3 separate regions of the Sus scrofa genome follow, and regions 2 and 3 are each linked to region 1. The links are chromatin contacts, called in public Hi-C and HiChIP or PLAC-seq maps. All regions are on one chromosome and are shown on one strand. Each heading gives the region's core, a stretch centred on a gene start, on an enhancer-like site or on the middle of the called end of the contact. The rest is flanking DNA. Distances are from core to core; before and after follow the strand shown. Region 1 holds the start of LOC110261212 (basic proline-rich protein-like). Region 2 holds the start of IL17C (interleukin-17C). Region 3 holds the start of MVD (diphosphomevalonate decarboxylase).

What was found. A called contact is a pair of places that touch in the nucleus more often than the background predicts. HiChIP or PLAC-seq counts read pairs in DNA pulled down with a chosen protein or histone mark.
Region 2: an H3K27ac HiChIP or PLAC-seq map of alveolar macrophages shows a contact between it and region 1. The contact joins the promoter of IL17C here to the promoter of LOC110261212 in region 1. A contact is called at or near these places in 2 of 5 promoter capture datasets (fetal liver and liver) and 1 of 2 datasets of contacts at active chromatin or transcription factors (alveolar macrophages).
Region 3: a Hi-C map of liver shows a contact between it and region 1, with 4 times the contacts expected there. The contact joins the promoter of MVD here to the promoter of LOC110261212 in region 1. A contact is called at or near these places in 2 of 5 promoter capture datasets (fetal liver and liver), 7 of 47 Hi-C or Micro-C datasets (fetal heart ventricle, heart right ventricle, liver and 2 more) and 1 of 2 datasets of contacts at active chromatin or transcription factors (skeletal muscle).

The regions. Positions count from the first base shown.
Region 1 is chr6:1,151,817-1,154,711 of Sscrofa11.1, reverse strand. It overlaps LOC110261212 (basic proline-rich protein-like), which reads right to left and starts at 1,343. Exons shown (of 1, transcript XM_021096490.1): 1 at 552-1,343. The coding sequence starts at 1,343. The coding sequence ends at 552. ZFPM1 (zinc finger protein ZFPM1) reads left to right here and starts at 740. Exons shown (of 11, transcript XM_021093668.1): 1 at 740-1,381. The coding sequence starts at 1,342.
Region 2 is chr6:1,023,777-1,026,512 of Sscrofa11.1, reverse strand. IL17C (interleukin-17C) reads left to right here and starts at 1,340. Exons shown (of 3, transcript XM_021093667.1): 1 at 1,340-1,395; 2 at 1,704-2,017; 3 at 2,314-2,736. The coding sequence starts at 1,393. The coding sequence ends at 2,575.
Region 3 is chr6:1,006,562-1,009,521 of Sscrofa11.1, reverse strand. It overlaps MVD (diphosphomevalonate decarboxylase), which reads right to left and starts at 1,416. Exons shown (of 10, transcript XM_021093666.1): 1 at 1,269-1,416. The coding sequence starts at 1,338.

The sequences.
Region 1 (2,895 bases), core at 94-2,593:
TATCCCCAGGACAGCAGAGTCGGTTTCCGTGCCTCCCAGCTAGAACAGGCAGTACTGACCTGGGGACCTCGCTCCCTTCCGACGGGGACTGGGCGTGGGGGTTGCCCAGCCTGCAGAGGGGCCTCCTTCCTGGGCCTCCAGCAGGGGCGCCCTGGAGAAGCAAGGCCTGGAGTCTGCGGCGGGGGAGCAGGTACAGGCCTCTGGCTTCTGCACCCTCCCCGATTTCCAGCCAGATCTGAGCCCAAGAGAAGAAGACCCCAAAACCCCCACTCTCCTGGAGCTAGAGCCGGGGATGTTGGGCGGAAGCCCCATCCTGCCACAGCCCGCTCCACACCCCAGATCTGGTCCAAGACAACATGGGCCGTCAAAGTCTCCAAAGGCTTCCAGACCCGGGGTTCACTGTCCCCCATCCGGTGGCGGAGGGGGCAAGTCGCAGTGACTGGGAGTGCGGGGCGGACTCCTTCGCTGGGGGCGGAGTTACAGAGCAGAGGGGCGGGGTCACGGCCCGTGGAGGTCGGAGCCGTGGCGTTGGGGCGTGGTCTGGGCGGGGCCTAGGGGCCGAATAAGGTCAGGTCAGACTTAGGGGTGGAGCTGGCGTCGGGGGACGGGTCCAGGGAGGCCTGGAGCCCGGTCGGACACGGTGCTACGGAGCGGCGGGACTCACTGGATCTCAGCTGCGCCTGGGGACAAAGCGGCAGGGCCGAACGAGGCGTTAAGGAGGCCACAGGTCCACCCAGGGCAGGGGGCCGAGTGTCGGGGCGGGGCCAGCTCCCTGCGGGCGGGGCGAGCAGGCGGGGCAGGGCCGTGGCGGCGGGGAAGCTAGGCCAGTCCAAGGGCCCGCCAGGGCCTCGGGGCGGGGCCAGCCGGGGCGGGGCGGGGCCACGGACGAGGGGACGAGAGGTCCGCCCGGGGGCGGGGCGCTGCGCCGGGGGCGGGGCAAGCGGATGGGGGCGGGCCCGGAGGCGCGGCGCCCGTGACGCGCACGCCCCGCCCGCACGCCCTGAGCGTCCAGGCCGAGGCCGCCGGGTTCGCCGCGCGCTGCCCGCAGGTTCCATTGAGGAGAGCAGCGCAGCGGCGGCGGCGGCGTCTGCGCGGGAGCCAGGGAGCCGGCAGGAGCCCGCCGCCCCTGGCGGTCCGCGCGGCCGTAACGCAGGCCCGATCCTCCGGCCTCCGCAGCGGCGCCGGGCCGAACGCGGCGGGCTGGGGGCGCGGGCCAGGGCGGCCGCGGAGCCCGGGGGCCGGGGGCATGAGCCGCCCCGCGGCCCCGCCGCGCCCCCGCCGCCCGCCGCCGCCCGCCAGGGGCTAGAGGCGGCCGCCGGGAGGGCGCGCGGCGCCGGAGACATGTCCAGGAGGAAACAGAGCAACCCCCGGCAGATCAAGCGTGAGTCAAACTTTGCCCGCCCGCCCCGACCCCCGCCGGCCCCCGCCGGCCCGCCCCCGGTCCGCCCAGCTCTTCTTGCGGCGCCCGCGACCTTCACCCTGCGCCGCGCCCCCCGCGCTGTGTGCCAAGCGCGCCGTAATCTAATCTCCGCCGGCGGGCCGGGCCCCCGCGTCTCGGCTCCCGCACTGGAGGTCCGGCCTGGAGAGGGGGTCCGCCCAGAGGGCCGGAACGGGGTGGCTGGGGGCGCGGCCACCTCGCGGCTGCCCCTCCCCCCGCCTCCCCGAGATGGTGCGGCGATAAGGCGGCCCCGATCCGGGCTCAGATAAAGTTTAAAATATTCCATTCTGCAAGTCCCATCCTGATAAGATCGCTCTGTCGGGACGGGCTGAAATTGTGATCTTATCTCGGCCGGTTGACTCTCCCAGGCTTTGTATCTAGAGGGAGAAAGAGAGAGACCTGGGAGGGAGACAGGGCACTCGGGACTGTGTGGAAGCGCAAGGCTGAGTGGTGGGACCCGCTGGCGCCCAGCGCCACTCCTGCCGGCCCAGAACCTGGTGCCTTGGAGGCTGGGGAAGGTAGCTATCGCAGCCTGTGCGCTGGGCTCCAGCCGCTTCGACGCTGGAGCCTTCCCTGCCTGGGGACAGCTTCTTGGAGGTCCCGCCCTCCCTGTGTCCCGGCAAGGACTGCACAGGCACTGTGTGCTCCGCAGCTTGTGGTCACACACTCCTAGCTGAGCGACTGCTCCAAGTCAGGGAGGGTCTCCTGGGACTGCATCTTGGGCCAGGGTCGCCTCTCCGTGTCCAAGTTTCTCACCTATCCAGCTTGTAGGCCACTCCCGGGGGTGGGGGCAGGCGGCCGCTGTGTCCACATTGCTGATGCCCTCGAGATAAGAGGGCCCCGCACTCTTGGGGCCGCCTGGCTGCTCGAGCAGCCCGAGCCAGGGCAGCGCACAGGAAACAGGGCTCCCCACCCCACGCCAGGAGTAACTTCGCATCTCTGCAGCCAAAGCCAGGGCGGGGGACTTGCTTTGGTGGGGAGGGGGCGGGGGGGCACATGTCCCAGACTAGAGGGGCAGGTCCTGGGGACTGCTGGGAAGGCAAAGAGGGAGGCCAGACCACCGGCCAGCCCCACACTCCCCGGCACTGCCTTTCGTGTCCACATGACCACTGCCGCCAGGACCCCATGCGCAGTGCTCCTGGGGGAGTGTCTACTCCCAGGTCCCAGAGAGGGGGAGGCAGGCATCAATCCGGTTCCCGTAACCCGACTCCTCGATGTGCAAGTGGGACCTGTTTTCCGAAAGTCGCCTTCTATCAAGTCAACTCAAGTATTAAAACCACCCACAGGTCCCGATCTGCGCTGGTTCTCTGGTTTCTTTTTCCCCTCCTCCCCTGTGTGCGTCTGTTGGGTCTGTTCTCCTGTGTGCGTGTGTGTATGTGTTTCAGCGTGATGAGAAATGCAGATAGCGCGGGCAGAGAGATCGCAGGTTGGGAACCGATCGCCAGCACCGATAAGGC
Region 2 (2,736 bases), core at 91-2,590, 130 kb after region 1:
ACTGGCCTGGGTTAGAGGGGTGTTCTCAGGAGACACAGGAGAGACAGCAGGGCGAGGCACGCAGAGGCTGCGCTGATGTGTTTACAAGCCAGGGAACACCAGGTGCCACCGGAAGGCGAGAGAGAGGCAGAGACCCAGAAAGAACCAGCCGGGCCGACACCCCTGGCCTCCAGAGCTGTGAAAGGCTGAGCTCCTGTCCTGAGCCCGTGGGGGGAGAGCCTGCAAGGCTGCTGCCCCCTTGCAGGAAGCGAGGATGGCTGTGGGCAGGGCCGAGGCAGGCGGGAGCAGCCTGGGGACCCCGTGTACCACTAGCCAGCGTCTGTCAGGAAGAAACAGGGGCGCGCTGCGGACGCACGCCGGCCACGAGAACGTTTCCTCCAGACCAGGGCTCGGCAGGCCCTTCAGTGCCCTCAGGCGCCTCCCTGTCCCGGGGTCTGCGCTTCCCAACTTAGACACTGCCTGCACCTTGATGGTGTCCACGGCTCCTGCTTGCAGGAGGGGAGACCTCCACGCCCTGGCTCTCCTCTGCCGGACGGGGCACAGACAAGAGGACCAGGCCAGCCAGGGCCCTCAGCCTTGGAGGGTGGTGGGCCCACCCCAGGGTGATTCAGCGCTTTGCAGGCCTGGGCTCAGTCTGTGTGCTTTTTAGGCTAACAAAGGCAGCACCCCAGGCAGGAGCACTGAGTGGGCACAGGTGGACTCCTGGCACCTCCTTAGCAAGCTTCTTAGGGTGCACCATGCTTTAAAGTTTCCGAGGCGTTGTCACCCCCTCCACCCAGACTTACAGTTGTGTTGAATAAAATGACAGCAGCCCAACGTAGAAACCTGGGGTCGCTCACAGGCCCCCAGCCCCCAGGCTCTGCTGGAAGCTCCCCCGTGTGGGCAGGAGGAGGCAGATGCAGACGTGCACCTGACAGAGAGGGGACGGGGGACCAGCCCTGGCGGAAGACTGGGCAGCAGCACAACGGAGGGCCCACCCCACCCGCCCCAGGTCACCGCCCCAGGCACCCGGACCAAACAGCACAACAGACAAGTTGAATCAAAGAAGCAAGCTGCAGGAGGGCGCTTAGACGGAAACCCTTTCACAGAAGGTTCAAGAGTATCGCCCAGGCTGGGTCCATCCCCAGCCCCATTTGCAAGGACTTGACCCGGGCCAGGGTCCCACTGGGTGGGGTGCCAAGGAGGAAGGAGGACTGGGAGATGGGCCCACCCTGGGCCGGGGGAGGGGACACTTGCAGGGCGGGAGGAGGAAGAGGAGCCAGGCGCTTCCCGAGGAGGAAGCGGTGCCTGGATTTTCCCCAGGTGTGGCCGCAGGTATAAAGGGCACCAGGAGCCGGCAGCAGCCGGGGCAGCCGCCAGGGCACACGCGCTCAGAGCCCAGCCGCCGCCGCGATGGTGAGCTTCCTGCCCCGCGCCCTGCCGGGACGGTGCCCCTGGCCCTGAGCGGTTGCTGGTTGGCTGATCTCCGGGCTGAGGATGTTGGGAGAAGGCTCAGGAAGGCCTTCAACGTTGGGAGAAACGGGAGCCAGGACCCAGGAGCCCGGGTGCGCAGCGGAGCGCGGGGCTGAGGGGCTAGAGGCCCCAGGGCCTCCGTTTCCCCAACTGTGGGGGGGGGTGGGCTTTCCACAGGGAGCAGAGCGAGCGCGCTGGCAGTGAGGTGGCCCCTCCCAGGGTCTCCTGACCCCCCACCCTCTATCCCCCAGCTCTCTCCTGGCCTCCTGCTTCTGGCCTGGCTGCCCGCCTGCCTGGCTCGCCACAGCCTCCAACTCCGGGCGGGGGCCCCGCGCTGCTACTCGGCGGAGGAGCTGTCCCTGGGCCACGCCCCCCCACACCTTTTGGCTCGAGCTGCCAAGTGGGAGCAGGCTTTGCCGGTAGCCCTGGTGTCCAGCCTGGAGGCGGCAGGCCGCAGGAAGCGACAGGCGGGGTCCCCGGGCGGGATCCAGTGCCAGGTTCTGCAGCCCGAAGAGGTGCTGGAAGCAGACATCCACCAGCGCTCCATCTCTCCCTGGAGATACCGGTGAGCGTGGGGCGTGCCCTGGGTGGGGGTCCCCCAGGGCCCCCCAAGCCTCGGTGCCTTTGCCGCTAACTGGGCAGCGCCGGGCCGGGGCCCCTCAGCTGAGCTTCTCCAGCCGGGTCTCTGACTCAGCCGGCCCTCGGACCCCGGGGCCCCATCACGCCCCTGCAGGGCGCTGGGCTGGGCAGGGGGCCGGCTTCTGCGCCGCAAGGCCAGGCGGGTAGGGGCAGCCATGGGGCTGCGGGCGGGTCGGGAGGCACTGGCCACCCACCGGCGCTGACTCCCCATCTGGCCCGCAGTGTGGACACGGATGAGAGCCGCTACCCGCAGAAGCTGGCCTTCGCCGAGTGCCTGTGCAAGGGCTGCATCAGCACCAAGACGGGCCGCGAGACCGCCGCGCTCAACTCCGTGCCCCTGACCCAGAGCCTGCTGGTGCTGCGCCGCCAGCCCTGCTCCCGGGATGCCGCGGGGGCGCCCACGCCCGGGGCCTTCGCCTTCCACGCCGAGTTCATCCGCGTGCCCGTGGGCTGTACCTGTGTCCTGCCCAGGTCTGTCCAGTGACCACTGACTCGGCTCCCCGACGGGCCGGTGGAGGCTCTCTCCAGAGAGGCCTGTCCTACTTGTGTATTTATTGCTTATTTATGAGCCCCCGGGGTCCCCGGGCAGGTCCCAAGGCCCCAGGCTTCAAGGTGGGAGCCTCCAGTGGAGACCAGGCCGGCCCC
Region 3 (2,960 bases), core at 167-2,666, 150 kb after region 1:
CTCAGGCAGGGGACCTCTGGGGTGGTGGGCAGAAGACGGATCCTGGCAGGTTAATCCAGGAGAGCCCAGAAAGACCCGCATAAACCGCCCAACTGATAAAAGTGCAAAAGCGGTTCGGCAGAGGAAGCTTGGCCTCTTCCAAGGCTGCTTGGGCACCCCTAGCCAAGCAGAGCCGAGACCCCTGTCTCAGACCTCGTGCAAAAACATCACTCAAAATGGATCACAGACATCAATTTGAAAAAAACCCACTGAACCTGCTAGGAAAGAACGCAGTAGACGCTTCAGGATGGAGGACTAGGAAAGAGGGCTCAGACTTGATACCAAAAGCCACTCTAAGGGTGGAGAAGCTGCCGCGCTGGGCCCCACCGAAACCTAACAACTCTGGCCCTTTGAAAGACCCTGTTCGGATGAAAAGACAAGAAGCTACACGGTGGGAGAAAGTATTTGCAAACCACACTTCCAGCAGGGATTACTATCTAGAATAAGAATTCAAAACTCAGTGGTTAAAAAGCCACATACCTATCAGAATGGCTAAAATAAAAGCTGGTGACAACACCACATGCTGAAAAACTGGATCACACGCACATTAAACGTTGGTGGTGGGAATGAAAAATGGCACAAACGTGGGGAAACTTGGAAAAAACCAAGCATGCACCCACTCTGTGGCCCAGCAGCTGTCCTCCGGGCGTTTATCCACCAGATTGAAAGCTTACGTTCACACAAAACCTGTACTCAAAAACTTACAGCAGCTTTATTCCTGATTCAAGTCGGAAACCGCCCAGCTCCCTGGAAAAGGCATATGGCCAGGCAAACTATGGCCCCTCCGCGCTGGGAAGAGGACAGGAGAGAAGTACTGAGTCGAAGATCCACCCGGGGACTCGCCAAAAAGGAGCGAGTCAGTGGAGCCGATCCCTGGCACATTCTTGAGACCAGAACAAGACAGACACCGAGAGCAGGCGGAGGTAGCGTGGGCGTGACCGTGAGCGCCAAGCCCTGCGGCCCCCACGGGGATGGACGTCCTGTAGGGACCGTGTCCCCCGGTGTCCCGCCTGCAGATGGTGCCGAGCTCCGCGAGCCGCACCGCAGGCCGGGTGGAGGGCGGGACGGAGAGTCCTCACACCTGCACGCGAACCTACAACCACGTCCGCACAAGAGCCCAGCCCGCCTGTCCCGCGGGCGGAGGACCCGGTCCTCCGTCCAAATCCGCCCCTCCAATCCTCAGTTTCCCCGCCCGCAGGGCCCCCGCGGCCCCGGGCCCGCGCACTCACAGTACTTGATGACCGCGATGTTGACCGGCGCGGTGCAGGTCACCACTACGGGCTGCTGCTCCGAGGCCATCTCCGAAGACCTGCGCGACCCCGGCCGTCCGCCGCCGGCCTCCCTGACCGACGCTGCAGCCGGCTCCGCGATTGGCCGGCGCTGCAGCCGGCTCCGCGATTGGCCGGCGCTGCAGCCGGCTCCGCGATTGGCCTGCGCGGCCCCACCTGTTCGCCTGCCGCCCCATCAGCGGCGGGTCTGGCACACACTCCATCTCTCAGCCAATGAGCGGGATCGGACGATGGGCAGCCGACGCTGAGCCCGCCCCCGCTGGCCCGCAGACACGCTGCGGCTCTGCGCAGGCGCGGGGGTTGGTGGGCCCTGAAGCGGGGTCCGCGCAGGCGCCGCCTTTGCGCAAGCGCGTGGCGGCTGCCTTCCCGGGAACGTGCCGACGTCGGGGCTGAGCGAGGCTCCGGAGGGAGGGGGGGAGGGAGGTCGCGGTGGGCGTTCTGGGCCCTGGGGCCCGGGGCTGAGGGAGGAGGCGGTCGTCCGCGCTGGCGTGTTGAGCCGGGTCGGGAGGCCTGACACCCTGGAAGTTCCGGACGGAGACTCCAGAAAGGGGGCCCGCCGTCCGAGGTCCCCACAGATCCCTCCCACCAGTGCTTGGGTTGCAGGTTAAACTGCATCGGAAGTCGGTGCTTTCAAACCCCACTGCCCTGTTATTAAACTCCGTGTAAGCAAGCTTTTTTTTTTAACATTTTTTATTTCTGTCCTCGTAGGGCCGCACCTGCCGCATATGGAGGTTCCCAGGCTAGGGGTCTAATCGGAGCTGTAGCTGTCGGTCTAGACCACAGCTCCAGCAACGCGGGGTCCGAGCCTCATCTGCGATCTACACCACAGCTCACGGCAACGCCGGATCCTTAACCCACTGATCGAGGCCAGGGATCGAACCGTCATCCTCTTGGATGCCAGTCCAGCCAGCATTGTATTTTCACGGTTGAAATGGATTGCCACGTTTATATTGACTCTTTTATTGGTATAAAATGCACCCCTTTAACCACTTTTAGGCATATGGTTGTAGCGCTAAGTTCCCGCCTCATTGTTCCGTCACCATCACCACCCTCCACACCAGACCTTTAGAATTTCAGTGAAACTCTATTCGTTAAAGAGAGAACTCTGTTTTCCACTTCTTTATAAAAATTTATTTTTGGCTTTAAAATAGTTCAGATTTCAGTCGAGGTAGGAGAACCCAACATAGCTTCCCACTCTGGGCTCAGCCACCAGCTTTGTTCCTGGAAGTTTCTGTGTAATCTTTTCTTTCTTTCTTTTTTTTTTTTTTAAGTGTGTTTTTTTTTTTAATTTTTTTTAAAATATTTTTTTTTAATTTTCCCACTGTACAGCAAGGGGGTCAGGTTATCCTTACATGTATACATTACAATTACATTTTTTCCCCCACCCTTTCTTCTGTTGCAACATGAGTATCTAGACATAGTTTTCAATGCTATTCAGCAGGATCTCCTTGTACATCTATTCTAAGTTGTGTCTGATAAGCCCAAGCTCCCGATCCCTCCCACTCCCTCCCCCTCCCATCAGGCAGCCACAAGTCTCTTCTCCAAGTCCCTGATTTTCTTTTCTGAGGAGATGTTCATTTGTGCTGGATATTAGATTCCAGTTATAAGTGATATCATATGGTATTTGTCTTT